Linked DNA regions of Mus musculus: region 1 is linked to region 2. Evidence: chromatin contacts called from public Hi-C data. All regions are on one chromosome and are shown on one strand. Each heading gives the region's core, a stretch centred on a gene start, on an enhancer-like site or on the middle of the called end of the contact. The rest is flanking DNA. Distances are from core to core; before and after follow the strand shown.

Region 1 (6,087 bases), core at 2,032-4,531, 71 kb after region 2:
AGACTGGCAGTGGTGTGTGTGTGTGTGTGTGTGTGTGTGTGTGTGTGTGTCCTGCAACCTGGCAGGCAGAGACACTGGGTGTTTCACCTGGCTACGTGCCTGCACAGCTTTCTCTTCCTATCTGAGTGAGGGTTTTGTTTGTTTGTTTTGTTTTTGTTTGTTTTAATTATTATTCCAAGGTCTGGTTTCCCACCTAGATCCCCAGATGGCAGGCGTCATGCCCTGTATGGGGGTGATGTCTCCTCTCCTCTCCAACAAGAGTAATGGCTTACTCGAATTTTCCAGGTATTCAGTAGGGCAGAAGGATGTGGGGCAGGGATTGGCAGGGCTTTCCCCAGGCTAAGCATTTAGGAGACTAAGCCAGGAGCCCTGAAGACCTGTCTGCCTCCCACAGCCCTGCAGCTTACAGTGCTCCCAAACCCATGTGTTAGACCCCCAGGGGCCCTGGAGAAAGCCTCCAGATGACACAAGGTCTGTTGAAGGGCTATGTGTTTTCCCAGAGAATATTTTAAGGGTAAGTTGGAGGGCAGTGAAGTGGTAAGGTGCTTGCTTAGCAACCGTGAGGCCCTGTGCTCTGTCCCCAACACCACAACGGAGGCTGGGGGGAGGGGTGGGGCAAGGTAAGAATTGTTGTTGAGTCTGGGTCCCAGAGGGCAGTTCTGTCTGGCCTGGGAATCATTATATAGATCAGACTGGCCTCAAATTCACAAACGCCCTGTCTTTGTATCCTAGATGCTAGGTTTGAGGTATGCAGCACTACACCAGACTTTCCAGTTGGAAACTCTTCTGCAATGTTACATGCATGCATACAAAGTTACACACCTGGATACATCTTGGCAGCTTGAAAAACTAAGCACATTAAAGCCTGACATGGCCAGGCACTCCTTTGTCCCAGCCCTAGGAAAGTAGAGGAAAGGCAGACCTCTGTAAACTGGAGGCAGTACTGGTCTAAATAGTGTGTCCCAAGGCCGTCAGCGCCACATAGTTAGACTTTGTCTCAAAACAAAAAACAAAAAGCATATTGGAACAGAACTGAAATGTGGAGCTGGAAGAAAAGTTAAGGACTGCTGAAGACAGAGGGGGAAAGACAGGTTGTTTTCAGAGTCAATGTCTGTCATTGGTCACTGTCTTAATTTCTTTGCCCATTGCTGTGAGGAAACTCTGACAAAAACAATTTAAGGGAGGGAGTGCTTATCCTGAATCATAGTTCTAGGATACATTTTCATCATATTGAGGAATTCAGCTGGTCATGTCACATCCGCAATCTGGAAGCAGAAAGAGATGAATGCAGGTGGCTGCTCAGCTCCCTGTCTCCACTTACACAGTCCCGAATCCCAGCCAGGGAGTGGTGCCACCCATGGTGGACAGGTCCTCCAACCTCACTTATCGCAATCAAGATGATCCCTTACAGGCATGCCCAGAAACAGGTGGCACATGCAATTCCAGGTTTTGTCAGGTCTACAATTACTGCTAATTATAACAGTCACTAAAGAAAGGAGAGAACGGGCTGGAGAGATGGCTCAGTGGTTAAGAGCACTCATGGCTTTTCCTGAGGTCGTGAGTTCAAATCCCAGCAACCACATGGTGGCTCACAACCATTTGTAATGGAATCTGATGCCCTCTTATGGTGTGTCTGAAAGGAGTGATGGTATGCTCATATACATAGAGTAAATAAATCCTAAAAACAAAAAACAAAAACCTAAAAAAAGAAAAAAAAGAAAGGAGAGAACAACACAGGTTTTGTGCAGTTTGCCCAAAATGGGAGAGTTCATGATCCCCAGGAGGACTAACTTTTTTGGTGTGAAAGTCCCAAATTAATTTATTATATTTTTCTTTACAATCAAAAGAGAGTCTTCTCCTGTTGGGGGTATGTTTCCTTCACAGGTCCTCAGCTGATGTTCAGCCTTGGCTGAGTGTAGAGCTGGCAGAGCAAACGCATACCCTTTTGACAGTGAGTCCTCGTTGGAGTTCACCCACAAAGCAGGTTCTGAGCGGTGGGACCTGCTACCTCGCTTTCCATAACATCCTCAGGCCAACCTATCAATCCAGGCATCAGCTGCCCTGACTACCACTGTCACATGAATTCATGCATCAGAGGATGTGTGTTGTTCCCACTTTCCCAAGAAATCATGGGGGTGAGAGTGGAGGCCACAGCCCCACTAGGGTGCTGCAGGGTGGGGATTCGGGATGTGTTCCCAGGCAGGTTCTTAACCAAGGTTAGAAGGCAGAGCTCCTGCCAGGCAAGGAGTGGGGCTGGTACAGTGCAGAGAAGAGGCCATGAGTGGATATGCCCCGCTGAGTTGGCAGGTGGGCTGCAGGGGTGCTGATCCTGTTGTAAGCACTGTCTGAGAGGCCGGTGGACTTGGGTTGTCCCTCTCTTCCCACCTTACACACTGTGGCTCACACTGGCCAGAGTTCCATTTTGAGCAGGTGGGCCATGGGGAGCTGTGGGTAAACTGCTGCTCACTGCTAGGGAAAGCCAGGACCCTTATGGCCAGACTTGCACTCTACCACGAGCTGTATCCATGTCCTTTGGGTGAGTCGTCTGTGAGCCCTGTGTCCCCTACTCTGACATTCATGCACTGCGATGACCAGCGGGACAGCCCTGGGTCTCACTTCCTCAGAACATTCTGGAGGCTTGGTAGAGAGAAAATTCACAGCCAATATAGGCTGTGGATCTGAACCCAACATACAAACACAACTTGTGCCCTGAACTGAGTGGCTGAGATAAGTGGGCAGGGTACAGAGGACAGCAGAGTATCCCACTTTCTAGGACTCCATATCATGGGCCCCCTGAACTCATTCTGAGGACATAGAGGACAGACGACTAGAAGCCAGGCCCTGACTGTGCTTCTGACTGGTGCCATGAGGTGCCACATGGTAGAGTCTTTCTGTCTCATGTTAGGTCTGTGGGATGAGCTCTGGGGACTGTGGTGTCTGGGGCTAGCCTTGGGCTATGTGTAACTCTTTGGCTCTGGGCTCAGTCAGCTCTGTGCTTGCTTTTGATCCACTCTGATCTGGGGCTCAACCTGACTTCTGCTAAGGCTGTCCCCTCCCTGTGTCCCCTTGGCTAGCTACCCATTGGGTCCCTGTTTACTCTGCTGTCCATCTGTCCCTATCTAAGCAAACAGACAGAGGACAGGACAAGGAGAGAGAGAGAGAGAGAGAGAGAGAGAGAGAGAGAGAGAGAGAGAGAGAGACTTGTCTAATGGTGGCCAAAGGTGAAGGGACTCTTACCTCACCTGCCCTATTGATTTATTTACTGTCCCCAAATGTTTACCTGCCTCCCCCTGCCACGCCCAGGCCCAAACCATTAAAGTGGCTGGAGGTGGCAGGAACACTTGGTTCCTGGAACTCTGTGGACTGGAGGTGGAGGTGGGGTGGGGGGCAGGTTGTTCACTCTGGAAATTCTTTTTGTGGAAGTGTGGGGTTAGAGCTTTAGTTCCCAGCAGCAGCTCTGGAGTCTAAGCCCCTCAGAACAAGCCCTGTTGGTCTTTGACTCTAAAAAGACTTCAAGAGCTGACCAGATGGGCCAGATGTGGGTTAACATTAGAGACAGCTACAGGGGGTAGAGCCCTCTCTAGACAGATTTGGGGCAAGTGGGCATGGTTTGCCCAGACTCAGTGAGCTAGGTGGTTCTCTTACTTAAAGAGAACAGAGGAGAGCAGCTCCTGTTGTCAGGGAATTGCCACCACACACAGGACAGAAAACATAAATACCCACTAGGCTTGGTTTCCAGCCCCAAACTTACTTCTCACACATTCAGTTCCCCCTACTACCTTCATTTGCAAATGTAAACAGAAACTGGGCCAGGCTGCAGGTTCAGAGGGGACTCCCTGGGCCTGAGGTAGTTGAAGAGCTCTTGGTCTTCTACCCTATCTTTCTGCTCCTTGAGCTATCTAGTGGATGAGTTAGCTGCTGAGCTGGACAAAGATTTGGAATGAGTTCTGGATCCAGTGAGGTCTGAAGTCTTCCTCAGGAAGTCAACAGCCACAGAGGGAGTGTTAACAGTTAGTGCTGGGAACAGGAGACCCACAGACACCTGGGAAAAGCTTCTAGAGGTGAGGGCAGTCTGTCTAGTGCTGCTCCTTTGAGGTTCAGGATACCCCAAGCCTTGTCTGTACCCCTTGGCTTTCTTTGTCTGGGCAGTTACTGCTTCAGGGATAACCCTCAACAGGGCCCAGGTGGCCTGCCCCACTCCTGGGACAATGTGTTATTTCTGCTGTAGCAGAAGCCTACTTTGGGAAGAGCACTTCCGTTTCCAGCCTTTTCCTATACCAGAAATGCGTTTCCAGGTATTACCCTGGCACCTCATCCTTGTCCAGCCTAAGAAAGACAATTGTGGTTTATTCCCTGGGCACACTGGAGGACAGAAAAGACAGGAAAATTAGTTATGGCCCACTTCTGGATGACTTCAGCAGAGGTGGAGGCAGCTTTGTGAGAGACTAGAAACAATAGTCAGAGAGAACGTTGCTCCTGAGACCTCCACTGTATCCCTGAAGAACCCCCAGTGCATCCTCTGATACCTCCACTACAGCCCCCTGAGATTTCCACTCCATCTCCCTGAGGCTCTTACTGCATCTCCTGAGATTCCCACTGCAGCCTCCAAGGCGCTCCACTGAATCCCCTGAGTCCTCCTGCCTATTGCATCCCTTGGCCCTCCCACTGCATCTCCTGAGGTCCCCAATATATCCCCCTGAGACTTCCACTGAAACCCCTGAGGCCCTCCACTACAGCCCCTAAGGGCCTCTACTGCAGCCCCTCAGACCCCTACAGCATGATATGGTAAACTAAGACCCTTGTTCCTAGCCCTGGCTTGAGGAATTCAAAGGCCAGAGGGAGGTAGTGTTTGGCCTATGCCCTGTGGACTGGGGTTGGCTCCTCTGAACCCTCTTATTTGTGCAGAGTTAATGTCACGTCATTAGCAGTTGGAAGCTCTGCAGGAGGTTAAATATTAAGCAGTATGTGCTGGGAAATGTGTTCTCCTGTGCCAGGACTGATGGTCAAGGCTGTGGCCCTCAGCCTTGGCTAAGGCTTCTCTAGCACATAGGCTTTCTAAGTGATTATCTTGGAAAGACAAGGAACCAGAAGCTCTAACATGTCCAGGAATGGACCAGTCTTGTTGAGCAGGATTGGATGAGCCTTTCAAAGCCTCTGAGTCCTGGAGGTGGAGTGGGAAGCCTCCTCTCATGAGAACACCACTCGTCCATGTGCAGGGACCTGGTAGTCCCAGGTCACCATGAGGCCCAGCAATCATTCACAAGCAGGTACCAGGCCTCACAGTAGATCTACAAAGGCAAGGGAAACAGATAGAGGCCCAAGAGGGCCCTGGCAGCCACCCTGAGAAGAGGCCCTGTCATCACCCCATATTTCCTCTAAAAATATAAAACTTAGACCCAGGGAAGGCTGGTAAGGCCCAACAAGAATCCCCAGATGAGATGATGCTATAGCAATGCATATCCAGGGCACCCCAACAGATGTGCTTGCACACGATTCATGCTGTTTTTCTTTGTCTCCATGTCTGTCCTCAAGGGCAGTAACCAGTGGATGAGTTTGTGAGACTGGTCAAGGTTAAGACATGTGATAGGTGCTGAGTGAATCCTGAAGGGGTATTGGATGACAGAGAATTAAATGGATGGATGGACAGGTAATATCTGGATAGATGGATGGAAGATGGGAGGATGGGTGGGAAGAAGGAAAGGAAATGTGGATGGATAGATGGACAGATAACAGGTGGATAGGTAGGTAGATGGATGGATGGATGGATGGATGGGTGGGTGGCTAATGGTAAGCAGATGGGTAGATGGATGAAAGGGTGGGAGGGAGGTCGTGGATGGGTAGATGAAGAAGTATATGAGTGGCTAGTGGGTTAGATGGATAGACAACAGATGGCTTACTGGCTGGGTGGGTAGATGGATGCACAGATGAATGGATGGTTGAGAGGGAGGGAGGTTGGGTGGTGAATCCATGAGTTTAGCTTAGATCTGATATTTTGTAGGAGCCACTGGGTCTCTCTGAGGGAGGAAATGTCCTACCTGATCTAGAAAATCACCTATCCTCTCACCTTACACAGGGGGTCACGTCTCT
Region 2 (5,958 bases), core at 1,560-4,059:
CAAAGCTTCACTCATAAAATCAGTAACAATGTAGAGTACCAGTCTGTGTCCCCTCTGAGGACACCTCTGTCAGCTACTCAGCACCCTAAATTTCCCAGAGTCAGCTTATTTTACTCTTTGATTCTGCTGTCCTTATGGTCTCCAAACCCATGTTTGTTTGTTTTTGTTTTCTGAGACAGGGTTTCTTTGTATCTAGCTATCCTGGACCCGGCTCATCTGGAACTCGGAGATTCTTCTGCCGCTCAGTCCCATGTTATGTTATTGACCGTGTGACCATCCAGTTACCCTCATTGCAGCTATGGGGCCCAGTATGGCTGTGGTTCACATTGTAATTTTTTAAAAAAGATTTATTTATTATGTAAGTACACTGTAGCTGTCTTCAGACACACCAGAAAAGGGCGTCAGATCTCATTAGGGATGGTTGTGAGCCACCATGTGGTTGCTGGGGTTTGAACTCAAGACCTTCAGAAGAGCAGTCAGTGCTCATAACCGCTGAGCCATCTCTCTGGCCCATATTGTAATTCTTGCCATCTAGGGAGAGACCAGTGTTCCTCATGATGCTGGGAATCCCCTAGAAAAATAACTTTTCACAGTCATGCTGAGAGCAGTCTTCTCTGGACCACCCCACAGAGATGAACAGACATGCTGGAATAATCTAGTGGAACATTCCAGTCTCTCTGAGGAGTGACACTTTCCTCTATGACCCCCAAACAGTTCTAGGCTTTGACTTTGTGGCGGTCACCTTATGGCCCATGCTTAGCCAACCAGCTAAGCTGAGCTTCTCTAGCAACTCTAGAAAACAGAGTCTAGAATCTGCTTAGCATTGCTAACCAACAAATCCAACCTATCCAGTCTGATTTCTCTGCAGTTATGCCTCATGTCTAATGATGCGTTGGATGCAAGGTTTAGATGGGGTAGGCATCATTCAGGCGAGAAAGCTGTTTCAGCCTCTTCTAGCACTTACCCCCATGCTTTTGGGAGCTGACTTTCCTAGGTCTCAGATGTAATTTCTGCTCATCTGGAGGAAATTCCATCAGTCTCCACGTGGAGGCAGACTTGCACCACTCAGGGTGCGGAGGCTCTGGAAAAGCCAAACTGGTCTTGGGTCCCGAGGAAAGGAACTTTTGCTCCCCCACCTCCAAGCCTTGGGCAGGGCTGCATTCCCACTTCTCTTTGGCTTGGACAATTTGCCCATCCAGACTGGGCTTCAGTTTGTTTGTTTGTTTGTTTTTTCCAAAGGAATTGATCAGAGAAATACATAATGTGGGCCTCAGACTTGGCTTTGGAGCAAGCTTGGGAGACCCAGCTATGCCTGTCCTGATTCCAGATGGAGAAACTAAAACTTGGAATGCACACACACAGGATGGTGGGGAGGTGTCGCCGGCCAGTTTTGGAGTGTTTTGATCCTGTTCTAGTACCTTGACTGACATGCACAAACTGAACTGGGGTCTACAGCTCCAGAGGACTCTGGGGTGCTAGGGAATGCCCTGGGCTTGTGGCTTGGTACATAGTTATGTTTTGGGTCTCTAGTAAGTGCTGTGGTGGACCAGTCACCTCCCATTGCATATGTATTGTGCATACATGCAATTCCACATGCGATGATTAATGTTGACTGTCAAGTTGATAGGATCCAGTGTCACTTATGAGACAAATGTCTAGGCATGTCCTCGAGGAGTTTTCTAGATTGTGTTTGTCCAGGTAGGAGGAGCCACCTTGAAACTGGTCAGTACCGTCTCACGGGCTGGGGTGCTAGCCTAAATAAGGAGAAAGTGGGCTGAGCTCTGTCTGCATCCTCGGCACGGATGCCATGTGACCTTCCCTCCTAGCTCTGATGACTGTGAGCCCCACCAGCACCATCCCTTCTTGAAGTTGGTCTTGTCAGGTCTTTGTTATATAGCAACTAGGAAATGCCCTGGGGATTTTTTTCATACTACCCAGGAAATGTGAGCCATGAAGCCCAATTCACTCACCAGATTCTCTGAGGACATAGTTTGTATTTTTGTAAACCTGATCATCTTTTTTTAAAAAGATTTATAGATTTATTATATGTAAGTACACTGTAGCTGTCTTCAGACACTCCAGAAGAGGGAGTCAGATCTTGTGTCAGATCTTGTTACAGATGGCTGTGAGCCACCATGTGGTTGCTGGGATTTGAACTCAGGACCTTTGGAAGAACAGTCAGGACTCAACCACTGAGCCATCTCTCCAGCACCATGTTTTGTTTTGTTTTGTTTTGTTTTGTTTTGTTTTGTTTTGTTTTGTTTTGTTTTTGTGAATGGCCCTGGAAAGATACAACCAACCAGTCAGTGGCTTTGAAGACTCACAGGGCTGGGCTGAAATTTTTGGTGTGTATGACTGGCTCAGGTGGACACCTCTGACTATTCCAGTGTCTTGCAGATAGGCTACTGCTCAGACTGTGTGTTGCTTTTCCTGTGTCTCAATGAGACTGGTGTCAATTTTAAAGTAGCTGCTGCCTGCTGGAGCCAGAGATCTGGCAAATTAGCTTTTTATTTCTCATGGCAGAGGATGACTGAGGCCAAGCTCTCTCTGGGAGATGCCCCTATGAGTGACTAAGGCTGTGTCCCTCTGGGGGATGCCCTTGTGCTTCTAGTTTAGCCTTCCCTGGATGCTCTTCTGTTTCTATAGGGAGGTGAATGACCATCCAGCGGGGTGAGCCTTCTCCTTGGGGCCCTCTATTAATAAAACAACCACTGACCCCCGGACGTGCAGGCACATGAGGGGACACAGTATTCCCAGGGTCGGCGTCGGTCCAGAGACCTTTCGTGCCTGACCCAGCCGCCTCTAGAGTGCTTCCATCCTGCTCTGGCCCCTTGGCTGAAGGACCGGAAGTTCTGCATGGTCCAAGCTGGGGCTGCTCTTCCTCCAATATATAAATAACCTACTACCAGCTCCCTGGGAGAGTCCTAAGGGCCTGAAGGAGGGAGGGACAGAGCCCCAGGCCCTTGAGACTAGGCATGACTCAGAGTAAGTCATCTGCTTTTCAGGTTGTTCCAGAGCCTTCTTGGGCTCCCCTGGTGTCCTGTGCTGTTGCAGAACCCCGAGGCAGCCTGGATGAGGGCACTCGCTCTGTTTCTCTTTCATCAGTTGTTTCTGTGGAATCGGAGGCTATTGGCTGGGGATGGACAAGGAGACAACTTTCTTCTCATTCTGGAGGTCTAGCTGTGCTGGAGAAGTGGAAGGCTGAGATTCAGGGCAGGGACCAAATTTCTATCATCCGCCTAGAGCAGTGTTCTCAACCTTTTACTGTCGTGGCCCTTTACAGCAGTTCCTTCTGTTGTGGTGACCCCAACTATAAAATTATTTTCATCGCTACTTCATAACTGTAATTTTGCTACTGTTCTGAATCATTATGTACATATCTGTTTCCTGGTGGTCTTAGGTGACCCTCAGAGGGGTCACACCCCGCAGGTTGAGAACCACTGATCTAGAGGCACATGCTGTGCTCGGTTGAAGCTCCCCAAGAGGGATCCTCCTGAGTACCCCAATCCTGACTCGGTGACACTGACCTTGTCCTATGGTCCCTGGTAGCCTTTGCTCTTTCTGTTGAACTGGGGTCTGCCTTTTTTGTCTGCCCTCTGCCAGTACCACACTCACTGAGCCACAGGGGAAGAGTCAGCCAGACTGACTGTATGTGCGTGGGGTTCTAGGATACCTGCTGTCACCGGCCACAGCTGGACACTTGGGTGCTCAGAAACCTGAAGTGAAGGCAAAATGGACCTGGTTCTGCCCACCTAAGCTTCCCTGGGCCCCAAGCTCCAGACAGCGAAATCTGCAGCTCAGGGCCCAGGCTCATGTTCAGAACACCACATCCAGGCTGGGCCCCTGTTTTACTTGGAGCAGATAAAGGTTTCTGAGCAGCCTGATACTGCATCACTGAAATTCCACGAACTGAAACTGGATGGCTCAAAACAAATTTCCCTGTTCTGGAGGTCAGAGTTCGATATCAAGGCATGGGGGGGCATGGAATGTCGGGGTGGGGGTGGGGCTGCTGACTCTTCCCAAGGCTCCTAGTGAGATGGTTCCTCCTGTCTCCCAGATAGTCCTGGGGTTGAGAATGTGTCAATAAATTTCCTTTTCCTTCTCTCAAGGCCTCCTCTTGCTCCCCTGTGTCTTGTGTGTCTCCTATAGTGGCACTTGTCATTGGATTTCAGGCCTTCGATCCACTGATCTCTTTTGATGATCCTGTCCCCATTTACATTTGCAGAGTATCTTTTCCCAAACAAGGGCAGTCGTAAGTTTCAAGGAATATGTCTTTGAAGGGGGCAACATTCAGTCCACTACTCTCTGTACCTCCATTTTCACATATGTGTCCTCTGTTAAGGGGTGCAGTCAGTGATGTGGCTACAATTCTACATCCCTTCCTATAGGTCTGGCCTTGCAGGTGGAGTGGCTTCTTCCCACAAGTCAGGACCCAGTGCTAGTTTTCTGTGACCAGACCCTGTTTGGGAAAGGCAGGAGATACTTGCTGGGGGCTGCCTTTTCCAGTCTGGGGGAAGTCTTGAAGAGTACAGCTGTGACTATATATAACTCTAGGGGCTCCTGGGCCAAGTAACCTAGGCTCATTCCATGTTTCACAAGCAAGCTGCCCATTGACCCAAGTGGAGCTTTGAGGTACATAGCCTGGTAGGCCACCAGCCCTGCATAGCCATCCTGGGCTCCACCCTTCCTTCCCTGCTAGAATGTTTAACTTTTCCCACCTTAGGGTCTCTATCCATGCAGTTGTACCCTTTCAGGATGCCTTCTGGGCTGATCTTTCAGCCATCCCTTGGCTAGCTATTTCCCTGTCCACTGGGCCTCCACTAGGCACTGCAGGGGTCTTTTGGCAAATGTAGGATCCAAGGACCATCAGGACCACAGCTGGAGCAGGGTGATAGCAGCTGGGAACCAAGATAACATGGAGACCTGGTCAGGCTTACACAGGTGCTGCCCATGAACTTCCGGGCTGTCCCACAAGGGGCTAGTGCTTCGATGGAAGGTGCAGAGGACAAAGCAGGCTGAAGACCCTTTGTAGGCCCACTGTATGCTGGCTTCTAGGGAGGTTGAAATGGTGTAACTTCTTCAGCCAGAAGCCATGCTTCAAGTGGGGGTGAATATGACAGCTTGCTCTTCATGCAGCTGAGCACCCAGGCGACCCCCCTTTTTGACAGACAACATCTTAAAGAGGCAAAGCCATTACTCTAGGATCTACTAGAAGAGCCTGGATTCAGGCCTCCTCATTAGTGTAGAGAGCCCACACTAGGCTAGAAGGTGGAAGCTGCTTAACAAACACTCTCCAAAACCCAGCCGCCTGGGGACTGTTTTCCTAGGTTCAGCTCCCAGGACACACTGCTGTGGCCTTGGGGTCCAGCCCGGCTTCCGGATGACTCAAATCCTCCTCGAGGTGGCAGTTTTGCAGACATGCAGAATCCAAGTGTTTACAGGGTCGTGGAGGTTTGCACCAAAGATCCAGAAAGTCACTGTGTAGCAGGGTTGAGTCCCTATAAGGAGGCTCTGAGAGACCATTGTGAGGAGCTTGAAGGTGAACGTCAGTTGCAGTGGAGACCCCAGCACGTTGGAGATGGCCGGACAATGGCGTATCCGCTGAGGAAAGTGCAGGCACATAGTAGAGGTGACCTGGGAGAGGCTAAATGTGCTTCAGATGGTAGAGTTGGAGGCATGGGGTTAATCAAGGCTGTTGGAGTCCAGGTGGGGCCACCACCAGTCTCAGATTCTGGACAGGACTTGACACTTGCTGCCCCTCTGAGTGATAGTCTATCTTTGATCTTATTTTTTTTTCTTGTTATTTTCCATTCTTCCCCTTTGGAATCAGAATGTTCACTTTGTGCCTTAAAAAAAAAACACAAAAAACAAAACAACAAAAACAAAAACAAAACAAAACAAAAAACAAAACAAAAAAAAACAAACAAAAAACCCCAAAAGGCTAGAAAGATGGCTCAG

Evidence for each region. Hi-C and Micro-C count contacts between places; a contact is called where the count stands out from the background.
Region 1: a Hi-C map of liver shows a contact between it and region 2, with 5 times the contacts expected there. The contact joins two enhancer-like sites. A contact is called at or near these places in 2 of 39 promoter capture datasets (both in liver), 13 of 484 Hi-C or Micro-C datasets (the G1E-ER4 cell line, the HPC-7 cell line, embryonic fibroblasts and 4 more), 7 of 115 datasets of contacts at active chromatin or transcription factors (VIP interneurons, embryonic stem cells, epiblast stem cells and 4 more) and 1 of 9 other capture datasets (embryonic stem cells).

The regions. Positions count from the first base shown.
Region 1 is chr2:27,621,855-27,627,941 of GRCm38.p6, forward strand. No RefSeq gene overlaps it. Among named protein-coding and RNA genes, the nearest start is that of Gm39776, 47 kb to the left of the region's middle. Within about 2 kb of position 3,282, at least 18 of the 459 cell types and tissues checked have an H3K27ac peak or open chromatin away from gene starts, as enhancers often do. A contact at or near this core is called in hepatocytes and liver, where this site is marked.
Region 2 is chr2:27,551,757-27,557,714 of GRCm38.p6, forward strand. No RefSeq gene overlaps it. Among named protein-coding and RNA genes, the nearest start is that of Gm13421, 14 kb to the left of the region's middle. Within about 2 kb of position 2,810, at least 32 of the 459 cell types and tissues checked have an H3K27ac peak or open chromatin away from gene starts, as enhancers often do. A contact at or near this core is called in hepatocytes and liver, where this site is marked.